Regions from separate parts of the Danio rerio genome. Here region 1 is linked to region 2. A link is a contact called in public Micro-C data. All regions are on one chromosome and are shown on one strand. Each heading gives the region's core, a stretch centred on a gene start, on an enhancer-like site or on the middle of the called end of the contact. The rest is flanking DNA. Distances are from core to core; before and after follow the strand shown.

Evidence for each region. A called contact is a pair of places that touch in the nucleus more often than the background predicts.
Region 1: a contact with region 2 is called in a Micro-C map of caudal fin, with 4 times the contacts expected there. The contact joins the enhancer-like site here to the promoter of mob4 in region 2. A contact is called at or near these places in 3 of 18 Hi-C or Micro-C datasets (caudal fin, embryo and fibroblasts) and 1 of 4 datasets of contacts at active chromatin or transcription factors (embryo).

The regions. Positions count from the first base shown.
Region 1 is chr9:34,120,426-34,123,615 of GRCz12tu, forward strand. It overlaps plcl1 (phospholipase C like 1), which reads left to right. Exons shown (of 8, transcript XM_001921763.9): 4 at 1,349-1,711. Among named protein-coding and RNA genes, the nearest start is that of plcl1, 84 kb to the left of the region's middle. Within about 2 kb of position 1,391, at least 2 of the 62 cell types and tissues checked have an H3K27ac peak or open chromatin away from gene starts, as enhancers often do. A contact at or near this core is called in caudal fin, where this site is marked.
Region 2 is chr9:33,985,249-33,988,496 of GRCz12tu, forward strand. mob4 (MOB family member 4, phocein) reads left to right here and starts at 1,765. Exons shown (of 8, transcript NM_001003439.1): 1 at 1,765-1,853; 2 at 2,563-2,625. The coding sequence starts at 1,794.

The DNA.
Region 1 (3,190 bases), core at 141-2,640, 130 kb after region 2:
AGAAAAGTGGCAGAAGGTAGTTTCTGATAAATTATCTGTTAAACTGCATCCCAATCGTCACAAATTCTGCTGAAGACCTTTTGGAACCTGCATGGACCCAAGATTCTCACAAAAATAAGTCAAGTTTGGTAAAGGAAAAATTATGATTTTGGGTTAAACTCGGTATGGGGCCATGCAAGAGATCTGCAGAGTGCAAACTTCAGCCTTCACATCAAAGTTCTCAAAGGCAAAGAAGGTCAAGGTGCTCCGGGATTGGCCAGCCCAGTCAAAAGATATGAACATTATTGAGCATGTCTGGGTTGTTCGTAAAACTTGGATAGGCGACAAGACTTTTGTCAGGTAGTGTATGGGTACAGAGACAGTTAAAAGGTAAAAAAAAATGTCACTTTAACATATTTATGTCACTTATGTAACTTTAATATCTTTTAAAGAGTGATACTCAATCAAAGTACAGTGATCTTTATATGTCATAATATTTACTTATTTGGGTTTTAGCATGAAATCATAGTCTCAACATGTAGTCTTACAATGGCACATGTCTGAAATCATGGTAATATTTTGCTAAACTTTAGTTTGTGGACTTGATTAAATTGGAGCATCCATGTATACAAACATGTTGTTCTGAGATGCTGCAAACCTGCCGTGAACTATTTTCTGTTGTTCAGAGTTCTGTCCAGGCGCCTGTGTGGGTGTTTTCTACCAGCTCAGGCATTTTATCTTTGTTGTCTGTTTTCCTGCCAGATTTTCTCTCTGCATTTGTTTAGTATGAATATGCATAGTCAGAGTGACATAACTATTTTTTTGTCTCACTTGTTTTGCTTGTGTATGTTAGTGCATGCTTTTGGCCCTGTACTGTATACACACATGAATATCACCTACATATCATGAATATGCTTAGACACACACATCTTAATGAAAGACTGTACTCTATGTTTTGTTGGAGATATTCAAATGACCTAATTACATATATAAAAATTTTTTCTGTCACAAGAGAAGCAATGAAATTCAAATACTATTAAGCTACATTATCATTTTGTAACAGTTCCACGGTTATATCAATGCTCCTCAAGATGTATGATTTTAATAGCGTCCTTGCTAATTTATGTGCGAGTTTGTCCTACATAACCAGGTGCTCAAGTGATGTTGTGTGTGCATGCATGCTAAGTATTTTCATATTTAAATAGATTCATGCAAATGGTGTTTTAGCTATCATATTCTGTGGTGTTATACAGTTTGCATGCTTCATATTTCAGAGGGTCTTTTTACACACCCTAGAGTTTAATTGTCTTTATGTCTGCTTGTGTAGTAGTTGTTGCACACAAATACACTCACTGTTTTCTCCTTCCAGGTGAACATGCCTGAACTAGCCCTGCTGCGTTTCGTTGTTCTGGATGATGATTATATAGGCGATGACTTCATTGGCCAGTACACCATCGCGTTTGAGTGTCTACAGCCCGGTTACAGAAATGTGCCCTTGCTGGGCCTCGCTGGAGACCCTTTGCCCCATGCCAGCCTGTTCATACACATCGCCATCACCAACCGCAGAGGTGGAGGAAAGGCTCAGAGACGGGGTCTGTCCGTCCGCAGAGGTGTGCGGCGGGGACGAGAGTATGTCACCCTGCGTAACACAGGCATCAAAGTGCTGGATGACACTTTCCGGCCTGCCAGTGGGCCTCTGCGAGAGGCTACAGACCTGCGGGAGGATGCAATGGTAAGTAAGGTGGTGCATGTTCAGACAACAGTAATACTAGCAATTTGACTTGAGTAATTGCCAGCTGCACCCTGCTGAAAATACCAGGTTAGACAAGAAGGAATTTCCATTTAGGTTCAGTTTGGATTATGCTGATTAGTGGGAATGCTTTTTCCATGTGATGCTGTGTGGTCAAGGAGTCAAGGAAGTGTAGCTGGTTTAAGGGTTAGTTCACCAAGAAGTGAAAACGCTCATTGAACATTTTAGGGCCATAAGACTGAGCCATGTTCAGATTTGATTCAGTAAGTCTTCATAAAATAAATCCATTCATTCATTCATTCATTCATTCATTCTTTCATTTTCTTTTTGGCTTAGTCCCTTTATTAATCAGGTGTCGCCACAGCAGAATGAACCGCCAACTTACCTAGCACATGTTTTACGCAGCGCTTGCCCTTCCAGCTGCAACCCATCACTGGGAAACACCCATACAGTCTCATCCACACTCATACACTACAGACAATTTAGCTTACCAAATTCATCTATATCGCATGTCTTTGGACTTGTAGGGGAAACCGGAGCACCCGGAGTAAACCCACGCCACCACGGGGAGAACATGCAGCTGCCCATGAGCTGTGCACTGCAGACGCAGTCAGTGTGAAAGGCAATTGCCTGCGCGCCTAACTTACCTAGTTATCAAAACTCTTATGTTTAGAAAGAAAATCTTTTTCCGTTAAACAGAAATTGGGGGAAAGATATACAGGGGAGTTAATAATTCAGGAGGGCCAATAATACTGATTTTAATTGTATGTAGATAAATAAAGCCCATTTGGTATGGATACTCAAACAATGCCTTCATAACCTTTTCAAATATTCTAAAGAATGATTACCTGGACCAACAATGGATTGCTCTATTAAAAATGGATGTGCCATTTAATTTTTGAAGACTGCCAATGTTTTATAGGTTTGGAACAACATGTCACTAAGTAAATTTTGTCTATTTTATATATATATATATATATATATATATATATATATATATATATATATATATATATATATATATATATATATATATATATATATATATATATATATAATTTCAAATAATTATATTTCAATATTCTATTCATTTTAATATCCTATTTTATTTATAAATATATTATTTTACATTAACTTTTAATTTTGACATGTTTTATTTTTTGCCTAATCATGGGCTTCAGTGTGAACATTTTTACTGATGTGTTTTCCCCTTGTATTTATTTATTACACAAAGCTATTATCAGATGATGCCAAATTAGGGTCAGCGGGCTACTGCTTTGTCCAGAATGATGGCTGTGTTAACGAGCTAGACCTGTCTAAATAATACATTGGTTTTGAAAAAGTGAGCAAAGCAATTAGGTTGCTTTTTTCAGTGCTATTAGTGCTATTCAGTCGGCCGTGCAGATAATTGGTGCTGTTTGAGTAAATATGGCTTGTTTGCTAATAACATGACCATGCCAG
Region 2 (3,248 bases), core at 515-3,014:
CACAAAATACAATATCAATCAAAAAATGACAGTGACAAAAAGTACAGTACTACAGGAAGCAATGGAAATAACAATAGCATCATAAAATTAAAGAAAAATAAGTTTTTTTTGCATTTACAAGGGTTACTAAAAATTGCTTACACAAAGATCTTAAGAGCAGAGCAGATTTTGACAGTTTTTAAAGCTTTATTATTAGCTGATCCTGAAATCAGTTCTATGTTATTTTAATTTTAAGAAGATCACAAAGGCAGGTTTACAATTTGAGAGTCTTAAATGTGAAGTGCATGACAACATTTACTGCTTGCTTTTACAAGTCCCAAATTTTGTTCACAAAGTCATCACCAGATGGTGCCATTGGCCATTTAACGATAACATTCGATTATTTTTCTAACTGCAGAATTTCAAGACACCGATCTCCTACATGTTTATCGATTAAAAAAAAAAAGAAAAACTATTCAATATAGTAGATTACAAATCACAATCAAGCTTAGATTTGCATACAGAAAACAACACCATCTGATTATTCTTACTATTGCCTTATATGTAATCACCTGTTTCTAAATCCTGTAATACTTGTGGTAATCTGCTTAAAACTTAGCAGGATACCACCACAGTGCTCAAAATAAATGGTAAAGAACCCAAATAAGACTTGATTTACATTGACAACTGCTCATTACCCTTCCTTTTTTTTGCTTTAACCTGCACTGTAAACAATACATTTTAATTAGAGAGTTCACCCCCAAAAATGTAAAAGTCCGTTACAATCCACTTTCATTTCTCTGTTTTCCAAATGTTTAAGTTAATGTTTTTGTTCTTATGAGAGTGAACAATGACTTATAACTTGGATTTTGTTAGTTTTAAAAAGTTTTTTTTTAATATCAGCTAGCATTGAATGACTATTTATTGTCAAACTAGTGTAGTTTTAGTGCTTGAGTCCCTTATTTCTTGATTATTCTGAAATACAATATTCTTGCTTATGCGTATATTTAACTATATTTATTATATTGGTTATTACTTAAGAACCTATATAAGATATAAAGAGTAAAATATACCCATAAAAGTCATATATTTAAAAAAAATCTGAATAATAAAAAGAATAAGGGACTGTCAAGAACCAAAAAAACACAAGTATCCCCAATATTTGAATAGAATATATGAATAGAATAAAAAAACTGGCCTACTATAATTGCTGAGCTGTGTTATTTTTATTAAAGAAAAGGAAACCAAAATCAGAAATATGAATTGACACAAGTGATTGTATTTGTACAAGAAGAACTTCAAGTCATTTAAAAAGAAAAACAATGGTTTGTAATCCCAGCAGAACTCCATTAGCCATGATGGCTTAAAATTGGCAACATGGAATAAGTGAAGGCTGAATGAGATGCCAACTGGGGTTTCCCCATAGGGGCCAGTTTCATAAGTCCATATGGGCTTATGTTAAGTTAGTCACCTATTTTTATATATTTTTCTATTATGTCAGACATAAAATGTTATTAAATTAGCTGCATAAAAAAAGAATGAAAACACGGATTATCTCATGCAAACTAGCTAGGCAAACTGCTCTGTCAGATGCTTATATTTATGCATCTGACTGCATAATGGACTTCTTATTAACTAGAATCTAGAGGAAAAAGGATCTGGAAAATAGATAACACTCGATGTAAGATGGAATAAAATCATAAATGCATCTTCACCGTTTAATATTTTGAGTTTCACTGTATCCGAGCTGCTCCTGTAGTAGCCGGGCTCGTCCATTGGGGGCGCGCTGTCAATCAAACTCTAAATCTGTCGAGATGGTCATGGCGGAGGGCACAGCTGTTCTGAGGAGGAATAGACCAGGCACCAAGGCGAAGGTAAAATGAACAGCTTATAACAAGTTGACGCTCTCTTTCAAACTCAGACCTGTTCGTGGAGCACATCCTAATGTACTATTAGCGTAAAAAACAATTTGTTCTTCTGCCAGCGGAAGCCGCAGATATGCTAAAGAGCTAAGCTAACAGTTAGCCTAGAAAACTAATGATCCTTAAAGAAGGGGTTTTAACTGTGTATTTTGTTAAATATTTGTCCGTAATATGATTTGCTTGCTTTTCCAAAAGTACTTGTATATAGAGTGAAATAAGAGACAAGAGGGGCCTGATATTAGAGGTTTTATGATCTAGTTATTTGGCGAACAGCAGTCAGCTAGCAGCCGTCTACAAATACCCGGATGAACATTGCTGAATATGTATTTACATTAAATTATTATGTTTAAAACACAACAAAGTTCATTGACAGTGTCCTGCAGCATTAAGTAGGTACTCCTAGGTAACCCCCTAGGTACTTTTTCTCAATTATTTGTCAAGAAATTGTCATTACGTTTGGGACGATTTACTATAGTTTTACTGTGCATTAAAACTATGATTGCAACATAAGGAATGTGTTAATGTAATCTAACTGCGGGCAAAATTTAAGTCAAGTGAAGGATATTTTGATCATGTATGTATTGTTGACATCAGTTTTTTTAGAATTATTCTAGTGTTGATTTTACTGACTTGTTTACAATCTTGTTTTTGGGTGTTGTAGGACTTCTATAACTGGTCTGATGAGTCTTTTGAAGAAATGGACAGCACCTTGGCTGTGCAACAAGTGAGAGCTTTTACTTCTTTGAAGGTTTTGAGAAGGGTTTAATCACTTTCAATGACCCTGATATTCTTTGTACTGATGACAAAGTCTTAACTCTGATGCTTAGATAGTTTGCTTAACTGAAAGCGACATTCAGCTAGCTTGTTTTCCTTTACATGGTTGTTTACACTGTTTTGTTTGAATAAATCATCATGGATTTTGACTATATCTCTTTGCTGATTAAAAGTATTTTGTCTTTTTGTTGTTTTAATACTAATACATTAAAATAATCAATTAGGATAAACAGGATTTTTAGAAAGCTTTTGAGCTTTAAACCTTTCATGATAGTGTGTTATTATTATTGAGAATATAATAATCAAGAAACTAGGTGGCATGAAATTAGTTGTGTTCAAGAGTTGACATTCTTTTGTGTCTATTTAATAGAAAAAAAATATTTTTTGAAGTTTATCATGAAGTCATTTTAATTATGAGACAATTTAAAAGTTTTTTTTGTTCTATGCAGCATGACAAACGTTTCAGTTGATTATTAACTGAATAGTCAACAGACTTTTAAGCTTTATTAAATGTGGTCAACTAAAAATGACACTTGTCAGAAAAAAAACTTTAAAAAACCCTAAAAAAATTAG